Regions from separate parts of the Mus musculus genome. Here region 1 is linked to region 2. The links are chromatin contacts, called in public HiChIP or PLAC-seq maps. All regions are on one chromosome and are shown on one strand. The core of a region is the stretch at or near the end of the contact, and the rest is flanking DNA. Distances in the headings are between cores, read along the strand shown.

Region 1 (5,214 bases), core at 2,029-4,528, 770 kb before region 2:
TCAAGTCTGATTTGTCTTATATAAGAGTGGCTGTTTCTGCCTGTTTCCTGCTTCAGTTTTCTTGGTACATTGTATTCCATACTTTACCTTTCTAGTTGTGTCTTTGCCAGGGAGATATGTTGTCTGTAAGCAATAGATGATTAAGACCTTGTGGGTGTTTTTGTTGTTGTTTTTAATTCTTAAAATTTATTTTATGTGCATTGGTGTTTTGTCTGTATTCATGTCTGTGTAAGAGTGTTGGATTCCCTGGAACTGAAATCACAGACAGCCATGAGCCACCGGAAGGTGCTGGGAATTGAACCCCGGTCCTCTGGAGCAGTGCCCTTAACTGATGAGCTATCTCTTCAGCCCTGAGTGTGACAGTTCCTCAGCCGCAGCTTTCTTCTGCCTAGTGTTGTGTGCAGAGGCTACTTTCCACTGCTTTATTTGATTGGTTGATTCTTTTTTTTAAATTTGTTTATTTATTATATGGAAGTACACTGTTGCTGTCCTCAGATACACCAGAAGAGGGCGTCGATCTCATTAGGGATGGTTGTGAGCCACCATGTGGTTGCTGGGATTTGAACTCAAGACCTTCGGAAGAGCAGTCAGTGCTCTTAACCACTGAGCCATCTTGCCAGCCCCTGATTGGTTGATTCTTTCATCCCTCTAATTTCAGTTTGGTTCCTTTTCAGAATCTCAGTTTCCTGCTGACTTTCTCCTTCACGCAGTTGAGTCTCTTCCCATGCTGCTGACTTTTAACATCTAGGTCTTGGGCTAGCGAGGTAGCTTAGTGGTTAAGAGCACTTGTTCTTACAAAGGACCCAGGTTTGACACCCAGCACCCACATGGAAAGGCACCAGGCACAAACACACACACACACACACACCCACACACACACACAGGTTTGACACCCAGCACCCACATGGAAGGGCACCAGGCACACACACACACACACACACACACACACACACACACACACACAGGTTTGACACCCAACACCCACATGGAAGGGCACCAGGCACACACACACACACACACACACACACACACACACAGGTTTGACACCCAACACCCACATGGAAGGGCACCAGGCACACACACACACACACACACACCCACACACACACACACAGGTTTGACACCCAGCACCCACATGGAAGGGCACCAGGCACACACACACACACACACACACACACACAGAGAGGTTTGACACCCAGCACCCACATGGAAGGGCACCAGGCACACACACACACACACACACACACACACACACACACACACACACACAGGTTTGACACCCAACACCCACATGGAAGGGCACTAGGCATACACACACACGCACGCACGCACGCACGCACGCACATATGTAAGCAAAAACATTCATGCACACAAAATAAAATAAATCTAAAGAATAATAAAACCTAGGTCTTGAATTGCTTTCTCTCATTTGTCTACTTGTTTGAATCCTCTCTGATGTTGCTGAGTTTTAGTGTTTTGGATTGGCTTCCCTGTATTCCAGTGTCTTTGGCTTCAGCTAGGGAGGCCTTCTGGGGGCTGTGGGAGGCATCGCGCTGGGTTTTTTGTGGTTTGTGTTTCTGTGTTGTAATTTGCACATCAGTTGGGATGAGTGTGTGGTTTTTTTTTTCTCATTCTTTTTGTTAGTTTTAATTTATATATAGATCTTCTTAGTGGTTGTCACTTTGACTGCAGGATCCTCACTACGAGTTAGAAGGGACGTACAGGTAGTGATAACTTATTTTCTTTGCTGATAAAATGAGCCAATCCAAGGCAGATTAAAATATACATAAATGCAGGTTTATTGAGAAACTGCTCTTGGGTGGGCCAGGTCACAGGCCCTAAGAGGAAAGAGACCAGACAGAGGGGAGGGGGAAAAAGGAAGAGAAAGTGCTCGTGCAGAGAGAGGAGAAAATGTCTGGATTATACAGGGAAGAGCATCTGTGGGAAGGGCAGCCCAGCCTCTGGGCTGGAGGTTTCAGGATTGAGGGCAGGGTTTTCCAGGTAGGGACTGAGGGATGCTGGGAGAACCCGGAGGCCAGGATTGCTCTGGTATGTAAAGTATGTACCTAGGTCCCTTGTCCTAGGTCTGAAACTAAACAGCAGTAATAGGAATACTGATTAGATCAAACGCAGTGCTGAGACACATCGGAAAAAAGGTTAGAGGCAAAAAGGGGGGCACTTCAGTTACATTTCCAGTAGGGCTAATGTGGTGACTGATCTTAATTACCAACTTAATAGGGTTTACAATGACCAGAGATACAAACCTCTTGGCACGTGGGTGAAAGACTTTTCAAATTAGGATTTTCTAAGCATGGATGGTGCCATACCATTCCTGGTTAGGTGTCCTCCATTGTGTAACAGAAGGAAGTTAGCTGACCACCAACATGCATTCCTCTCTGCTTTCTAACTGTGGGTGAAATGTGACTAGCTCCCTCAACCACTGGATAAGCCAACGTCCCTGCTGCAGTGGACTGCACCCTCAAACTGTGAGCCAAAGAAACTCCTCCCACCCTTGTTCTGACACGCGTTTTCTTACCACAGTAAGAAAAGTCATTGATAAAGTTAGGAAGCAGAAAGTGAGGATACACTGGGCTGTGGTGGCGCACGCCTTTAATCCCAGCATTTGGGAGGCAGAGGCAGGCGGATTTCTTAGTTCAAGGCCAGCCTGGTCTACAGAGCGAGTTCCAGGACAGCCAGGGCTACACAGAGAAACCCTGTCTCGAAAAAAAAAAAAAAGTCAGAATACTTTGATTAGCAATTGGTTAGCAACGCTAGGAAAGGAGGAGTCGGGAAAGAAATGAGACCAAGAAAGGGAAAGCACGTGGGTCACTGGGGAAGGAGCACAGCAGAATGACCGTAAAGCACAAGCTAGCGAGAAAAGACGAAGATGAAGTAAGTCAGCACACAGATGTGAAGACAAAAAAAAAAAAAAAAAGAAAGAAAGAAAGAAAGAAAGAAAGAAAGAAAAGGTACCGAGGAATAAAGAAATAAAGATAAAACAGAGTACAAAACTAGCCAATAGTTCTCTCCCTTGTAGGACAGTCTTCAGGTCTCCAGACTTCACTTTCTAACCGTACTTTACCGAGAACAGCTCTTTGTGCCTCAGGATTTCAAACAGGTTAGACCGGAATGGTTTGTGTGTGGTGCCCTGCTGGGGTTCAAACTGGTTAGACAGGAATGGACTGCGTGCAGACTACCTTCTGTTTCTCTCTTCAGCAGTTGATTTCCCAGGCAGCAGCCAGCCTGGGTTTTATGTTTGTTTGATTGATTGATTGTTTTAATTTTCACTTTTAACCACGTGCGTATGTGTGGATATGCGCATGTGCATGAGGTGCCCATGGAGTCCGGAAGAGGTCGGCAGATCCCCTGGAGCTGGAGTAACAGGCAGTTATGAGCCTTGAACATGGGTGCTAAGAACCTCCTCTGGGAGGGCAGAGCATGTTCTAATTGCTAAGTCATCCTTCCAGCCCCTCGGAGCCCGAGTTTCTATAAGAGTTTCCTAGCTCTAAGCAAAAGTTGCCCCCTGAAGATAATACCTTTCCTGCCAGCCACTGTCTTCTTTGTATGCGGTGTGGTCACATTTTCCTTGCCTGGATATCAATTTTCTTGCGTCTCATGGGTGGCAATAAGGCTGTATTTATCTTTGCGGTTGGTTTTCCTATCTGTCCAGAGTCCAGGCTGCTTTCTTAAGAGTTTCTGTAAGTTTGTTTGTGGGCACTGAGTTTATGTTCGTCAGCTTCTGTCGGTTGTTACATATTTAGTCAGTGGTGGGAAGGGGTGGGGGGAGCCCCACATGGGATGACATGTTACCGGGGAAGCTGGGGGTTCCTTTTTTAGGAAGCTAGTTTTGTTAATGAAATAATATATAAACAAAATTGAAATGAAGCATGAAGCAATTAGAATTTGAGAGGGAGAGGGAAAGAGAGAGAGAGAGAACCCTACAGGGTAGGCACGCTATAAACGTGGGCAGCCGCTGACAGGAGGAAGGACAGAAAAGGGAAGAGAAAGGCATGTAGTTCATAAGCAGCCGCGTGGCACCAGTGTACAGTGAGCAGCGTCAGAGAAGGAATGAGAAGCTCTGGGCACAAAGTGTGCCCAAGTTTGGACGAAGAGATAGGAATAAGAAAAAGAAAGGTCGTGCCTATCTGAGTCAGTTATGCTCAGCAATGTTCACTCTGGCGGCTCTGTAGCTGTCTGTGGGGACTTAATCTCATAAGGGGATAATTATTCCTCCCCTCTCTCCTCAACACAGCGTCAGGAGCCAGGGCATCAGCCTTCCTACCTGGTAATCTCTTGGCCTGGTGATCAAGAAACCTAGCTGGATTAACATTCAAGGAGAAGGAAACAGTTAAGAATGTTCTATCTAATCTGGAGAAGAGATCAGAATGCCATGCCCCTCCCCTGGGCCAGAGGTAGTTTCCATTCTTTTTTTTTTTTTTTTTTTGGTTTTTCGAGACAGGGTTTCTCTGTATAGCCCTGGCTGTCCTGGAACTCACTTTGTAGAGCAGGTTGGCCTCAAACTCAGAAATATGCCTGCCTCTGCTTCCGGAGTGCTGGGATTAAAGGCGTGCGCCACCACACCTGGCCAGTAGTTTCCATTCTTTAGACCACAAGGAAAGAGCATTCCCTTCATGGTCCTCAGCAAAGCCATGGTATCCATCCTTTATGGCCTCCAGTAAATACTTCTGTAACTGTAAGTGTTAGTATTTCTGAATTCTATCTCGTTTCTTGCCGTCTATTTATCTGTGGCATTTCTTTGCGTCACCCTGCCTCTCACTTCTTCCTGCTATCATAGATCCGATATTCTCTTAAACGTGTGCAGGAGAGTTTTTGTCTCTGCTTTACCGTCTTTCTTCTTCCTCTGTAGTCTTTGCAGTTTTATTCTAAAGCTTGGTTAAAGAAGTCTTCTCCGAGGCTGGAGAGATGGCTCAGTGGTTAGAACATTTTGCTATGTAATTGCGAGGACCAGAGTTTGGAACCTCCTGTGAGTGATCCCATGAACACCTGCAACCCTAGCTCCAAGGAGACCTGAGGGAGGAGGGTCCTTGAGGTTGGTTGGCTACCAACTTAGCTGGAAAAAAAATGCAAGCTCCAGGTTTAGCTACAGACCTGGTCTCAAAGGAGTACAGCAGGGAATGATGCAGGAAGACCCTTCCTGGCCTTGGCACACTCGAGTAGATACACTCAACTACACACACATAAGCATATACTACA
Region 2 (4,926 bases), core at 1,547-4,046:
GTGGTTATCTGCAAAAGACCTACCCAAGACTAAGCCATAGGTAACCACAAGGTTCTACCATGGAGGAGAAAGGGGCTCATGACCCCAATTCAGGGGCTATTGACAGTTGATAGCTTCTGGGGGAGGGACAGTCCGTTCTCATTAAGGATGAAACGTGGCTCCTGGTAGGTTGAGCACAGTCCAGAAGATAGCTCCACACCCATGAATATTTGGGAAGCATAAATTGGGCTCAGTGAGTTATATTTTTAAAAAGCAAAGAGAATATAAAGTTAGAAGAGGGTTGGAAAGTATGAGGTGCATATGAGGGGAGAAAGAGGAGTGGGGCTAATATGATTGAAATATGTTGTATGTATATATAAAATTACGAAAGAAAATTAAATTTTTAAAAGAAAGGTGTCACATTTGGTGTATTTTTCTAGGACAGAAGTAATTCACTGAGGGCACCTTGCCCTGTCACAGCCACTGGGACTTCTGGACAGAGTAAAGAGGAGTCAGTGGGTTGAGGAAGTGGCTTAGCTAATAAAGTGCTTGCCACACAAACATGAGAACCTGGATTCAGTCCCTGCCACCACATACAAGCTGGGCCCAACAGTGAGTATCTAGAAGCCCAGCACTGGAGAGGTAGAGGCAGGAGCATCTCTGGGGCCTGACACCCAGTTTAATTGAACCAGCAAGCCCCATATTCAATGAGATATCCTGCCTCAAAAAAAATCAAAAAATAAGGTAGAGAGATTGAGAAAGATTTCTGACATAGACTTCTGTCCCCCAAAGGAGTGCACATAGATGTCTGCTCATACACATACAGGTATACACACTCATACATACACACATACACAAAGGATTCATACATGTATATAGAAGCAAATTATTTCTTTGTCATCACTAAACTACTGAAGGAAATTTCTTGTTTGGTTATGATTGTAGGTTGATAAATCAAAGTAACAGACTGTGTGTGTGTGGCTTTGTGGCCAATAAGAGGCAATATGTGCAGGTCACATTGAAGTACTTGCCAAATCTTCAATATGTTCAACATTACTTTAGTCTTCTCATTGCATGTATTTATAAACATCCATATATATAAGAAAGACAGAGGAGGAAAAGAAAAGGAAGGAAAAGAGGGAAGAAGGGAGGGGAGGAAAGGGGAAGGAATAGGTTGGAAAGTTAAAGCTATTCCTTTACATTTAAGAGTTAGGGAGAGCCCAGGGTGGGGTGTGGTGATGCAGGACTGTAATGCCAGCATTCGGAGGCAGAGAGGAGAATCTTGAGTTCAAGCCTAGTTTAGACAACATAGTGGAAGGGGAGAGGGAGGAAGGGAAGGGAGAGAAGGAAGGAGGGAGGGGAGAGAGAGAGGGTGAGTGAGAGAGAGGAAGAGGAGGAGGAGACAAAGGAAGTGGAGGAGGAATGCAAAGGAAAAAGCATCAAAGGAAAAAATGAGAGGAGAAGGAGGCGGTGGCAAAGCAGAGAGAGGAATCAACTCAGAGACAAGAGTTCGTAGATAATCTATTCACAGTATCACATAATGACTCAATAACGTGAACCATTCCTGAACACGTGCACAGACGCATTCACCTCCATCAGCAACTGTATGCCATGCATGCTCTGCCCCAGACAGTACTTGGAACAAAGGCAAGAAAATGATAAAAATGACCTTTCTCCCAAACTCACTTCCAGTTCATTTAATATGCAATTATAAGCCCTTTCTCCACACGCAAGCACTGCCAGTAACCATTCAACCAAAGGTGGGGCCCTGGGACACAAAATGTATCAGTTGGTCTGGCTATGATGACCTGGGCGGAGTGTGGGGGAGGTGTGTGTGTGTGTGTGTGTGTGAGCATATCAAGTTCCCTTCCAAAGTGGCAGGGACTGATGTTGCAGGTCTCCAGGAGGGAGGCTCTTTTTCCAATGACAGAGTGGGAGTCACTTTCCCTGCCTGGGGAACTGAACGCTGGGATTGGAGCGTTAAGCTTGGATTGGAGGTAATGCACGGTGACTAAAACAGAGAGTGTGCGGGATGTGGGAGCGCTCTCAGAAGAGTTTAAAGGCTCCTGGCAAGTCTGACGTTCTGGAAACCACCCAGATTGTTTTCAACTTTTCAAAAGATGCATATTCCTTCTAAGAGGGAGAGTCAATACAGACTCAGAAACCATGAATGTTTCCAATCCTCATATGTTGGGGCCGGCCTGCGGCTCTCATGTCTGGGTTCGAGCCTGGAAGGCATCTTGGAACTGAAAGAAAAGAGGGAGCCTAGGCGGGTTGAGAAATAATGGAACCAAGACAACTAGTCTGCTCAAGGTTCAAATGTTTAATGGCGGACACGCTTTATAAAGGAAGAGGAAGGCCCATTCCTGCCAATCATCCTTGGAGCCTGGAACCAGCTGCAGGTGATGATGTGCAGGATAGGGCGAAGTCTCTGGAATAGATGGTGGGGGGGGGGGGGCGCCTCTCAGCAGGTAGCAGTATCTTGAAGAGGAACAGCGACAATGGCTGAACAATAGAGTGATCTAGGGAGGAAGGCTCCACCCTAGATAATTTCCTTAGTGGCAGCAAGGTCAGGTTCTGGCTCAGCCTTGCTTCAGGCTCGTGGGAGTATTGTTTTGCAAGAAAACAATACTACCAGCTGTCAAATCCATCACTCTTAAGTCATTTATGCTCTTGTTTTCACCTGGGGCATCTGATTTTGTGGAAGGGGGAAAATGGTTTCAGAAAGCCTGCCTGGTTGTCTATTTATATGCAAGTATAATTCTTTAGTCAGCCACCAGCCTGTGGTGCCCCCTAGAGTTTTGGTGAAATGTGTTTCTTACAAATCCAATGGTTTCCAATGGAGAATCACCTGGAGAGTCAAGGCCTACTGCACTCAGACCACACGTGTGCAGGAGGAGCGGTCATTGGTAGTTAAATGGTGTTATCCCTCTCTTCGTTCTTCCCCAAATGCTTTTACTATACGAAGGCTTTTGTCTTCCCATATAATTTTACATACTTTAAAAATTACATTTAATTTGTGTGTGTGTGTGTGTGTGTGTGTGTGTGCGCGCTTGCGTATGCATGTGTAGTGTGATGTATGTGTAGTGTGGTGTGGTGTGATGTGTATGTGGTGTGGTCTGTGTGTGATATGGTGTGTGTAGTGGTGTGTGTGTGTGTATGTGTGTGTGTGTGTGTGTGTGTGTGTGTGTGTGTGTGTATGTGTGTGTATTGTGTATGTGGAGTTCAGAAGAAAACCTGCAGGAGTCTAAGATCAATTGGCTAGGCAGAAACAGCATTTATCCATTTATCCATTTATCCATGCTAGCCTCCCACATATGATTCTAGAAGCAGTTTAGTAACTTATTTTATAATAAAAAAAAATTCTGGGCTTTTGACTGTAAACCAGTTTGGGGGAGAATTATCAAGTTAACATTATTGATTCTCTGATCCATAAAACAGTGCCTGTCTCCTCTGCTTTAGCTCTTCAGTTTCTCGCAGTAACACTTTGCATTACTCAATGTCTAGACCTTGGAAAAACTAGACCCCACACCCTCACACACATACTGATAAATATGTTTTTTAAAAGCATAGCTTCGGAAAAAATAGAGCAGCTTCTTAAACAATCAGATATGTATCTAAACATGATCTAGCCACAGTCTCCTAGAGCAGTGGTTCTCAGCCTGTGGGCCAAGACCCCTTTGGCAAACTTCTATCTCCAAAAAGTATTTAGATCATGATTCATAGCAAAATTACAGTTATGAAGTAGCAACAAAAAAAAACTTTATGATTAGGGGTCACTACAACATGAGGAACTGTATTAAAGAGTCATAATGTTAGGAAGGTTGAGACCCACTGTCCTAGAATGTCCTTGAGTGTCTTAGTTGGTGTTCCCATTGTGGTGATGAAACACCATAACCAAAAGCAAGTTGTGAAAGGAAAGTGTTCTTTGGCTCACACACATCATAGTCCATCACTGATAGAAGTCAGGGCAGGAGCCCAAACAGGGAAGAATCTTAGAGGCAGGAGTTAATTCAGAGGCCATGGAAGAGTGCTTTTTAGGGGCTCTTGTTCTCTCCCTGAGGTTTGCTCAGTCTGCCATCTTATAGAACCCAGGACCACTAGCTCAGGGGTAGCCCCACCCATAATGGACCTGACCCTCCCACATCAGTCATGAATTAAGTAAACGCCCTAATGGCTTGCCTACAGCCCAGCCTTATAAAAGCACTTTCTCAGTTGAGGGTCACTCCTCTCAGCTTGTGGCAAGTTGACATAAATCCTGCCAGCACCTAGAGAAATAAAAGCCTGTTGGCCATCAGAGCTGAGAAGCATTCGGGCGATCTCTAGAGCTTTTGGTTGTCTCTGTGCCCTCTGTCATCACCCCCTGAACACATCAGTCCTGTAAAAATTCTTGACTTTGATAGTCAGGAAGCCAAATTTAAGAGAAACTGCAATTCCAAATATATAAAGGAAAATCTGTTTTTTCCTGAGTTTAGTGGTGATAGCAGCATCAGGAGGCTAAGACTGGATGAATGTTAGTTCAATGCCACTCTGGCCTACGTAGTGAGTTTGAGACTATCCTGTACTGCACCACATATAACCTATGGAGGAGGAGATGGGGGAAAGCTAGTCATTATTTGTTGGGCTAAAAGCTCTTTGTACACATTTCTTTTTCTTTTCCTTTTTGCATACTAGCACAATACCACTGACTCATACATTGATTTTAGCTCTCAGTCCTAGGGCTATCAGTGGTGGTCTTCCTGTTAGCAGAGTCTCACGGTGGTTGGTGTAGGGGCCAGAGAAAGAGAGTGTGTGCATATGTCTCTCCTGGTCTCTCTCTCTCTCTCTCTCTCTCTGTGTGTGTGTGTGTGTGTGTGTGTGTGTGTGTGTGCTTTTGAAGCTGCCTGCATTCAGTCACGGAAATGCTATCGGGGTCACTGTAGCTGATCATAATCTCCTGCCAGAGAC

Evidence for each region. HiChIP or PLAC-seq counts read pairs in DNA pulled down with a chosen protein or histone mark.
Region 1: a contact with region 2 is called in an H3K27ac HiChIP or PLAC-seq map of embryonic stem cells, with 6 times the contacts expected there. The contact joins two enhancer-like sites. A contact is called at or near these places in 3 of 115 datasets of contacts at active chromatin or transcription factors (astrocytes and embryonic stem cells) and 1 of 9 other capture datasets (embryonic stem cells).

What each region holds. Positions count from the first base shown.
Region 1 is chr2:143,888,160-143,893,373 of GRCm38.p6, reverse strand. It overlaps a transcript of Bfsp1 not described here. Among named protein-coding and RNA genes, the nearest start is that of Dstn, 25 kb to the left of the region's middle. Within about 2 kb of position 3,278, at least 66 of the 459 cell types and tissues checked have an H3K27ac peak or open chromatin away from gene starts, as enhancers often do. A contact at or near this core is called in embryonic stem cells, where this site is marked.
Region 2 is chr2:143,115,416-143,120,341 of GRCm38.p6, reverse strand. No RefSeq gene overlaps it. Among named protein-coding and RNA genes, the nearest start is that of Otor, 39 kb to the right of the region's middle. Within about 2 kb of position 2,796, at least 3 of the 459 cell types and tissues checked have an H3K27ac peak or open chromatin away from gene starts, as enhancers often do. A contact at or near this core is called in embryonic stem cells, where this site is marked.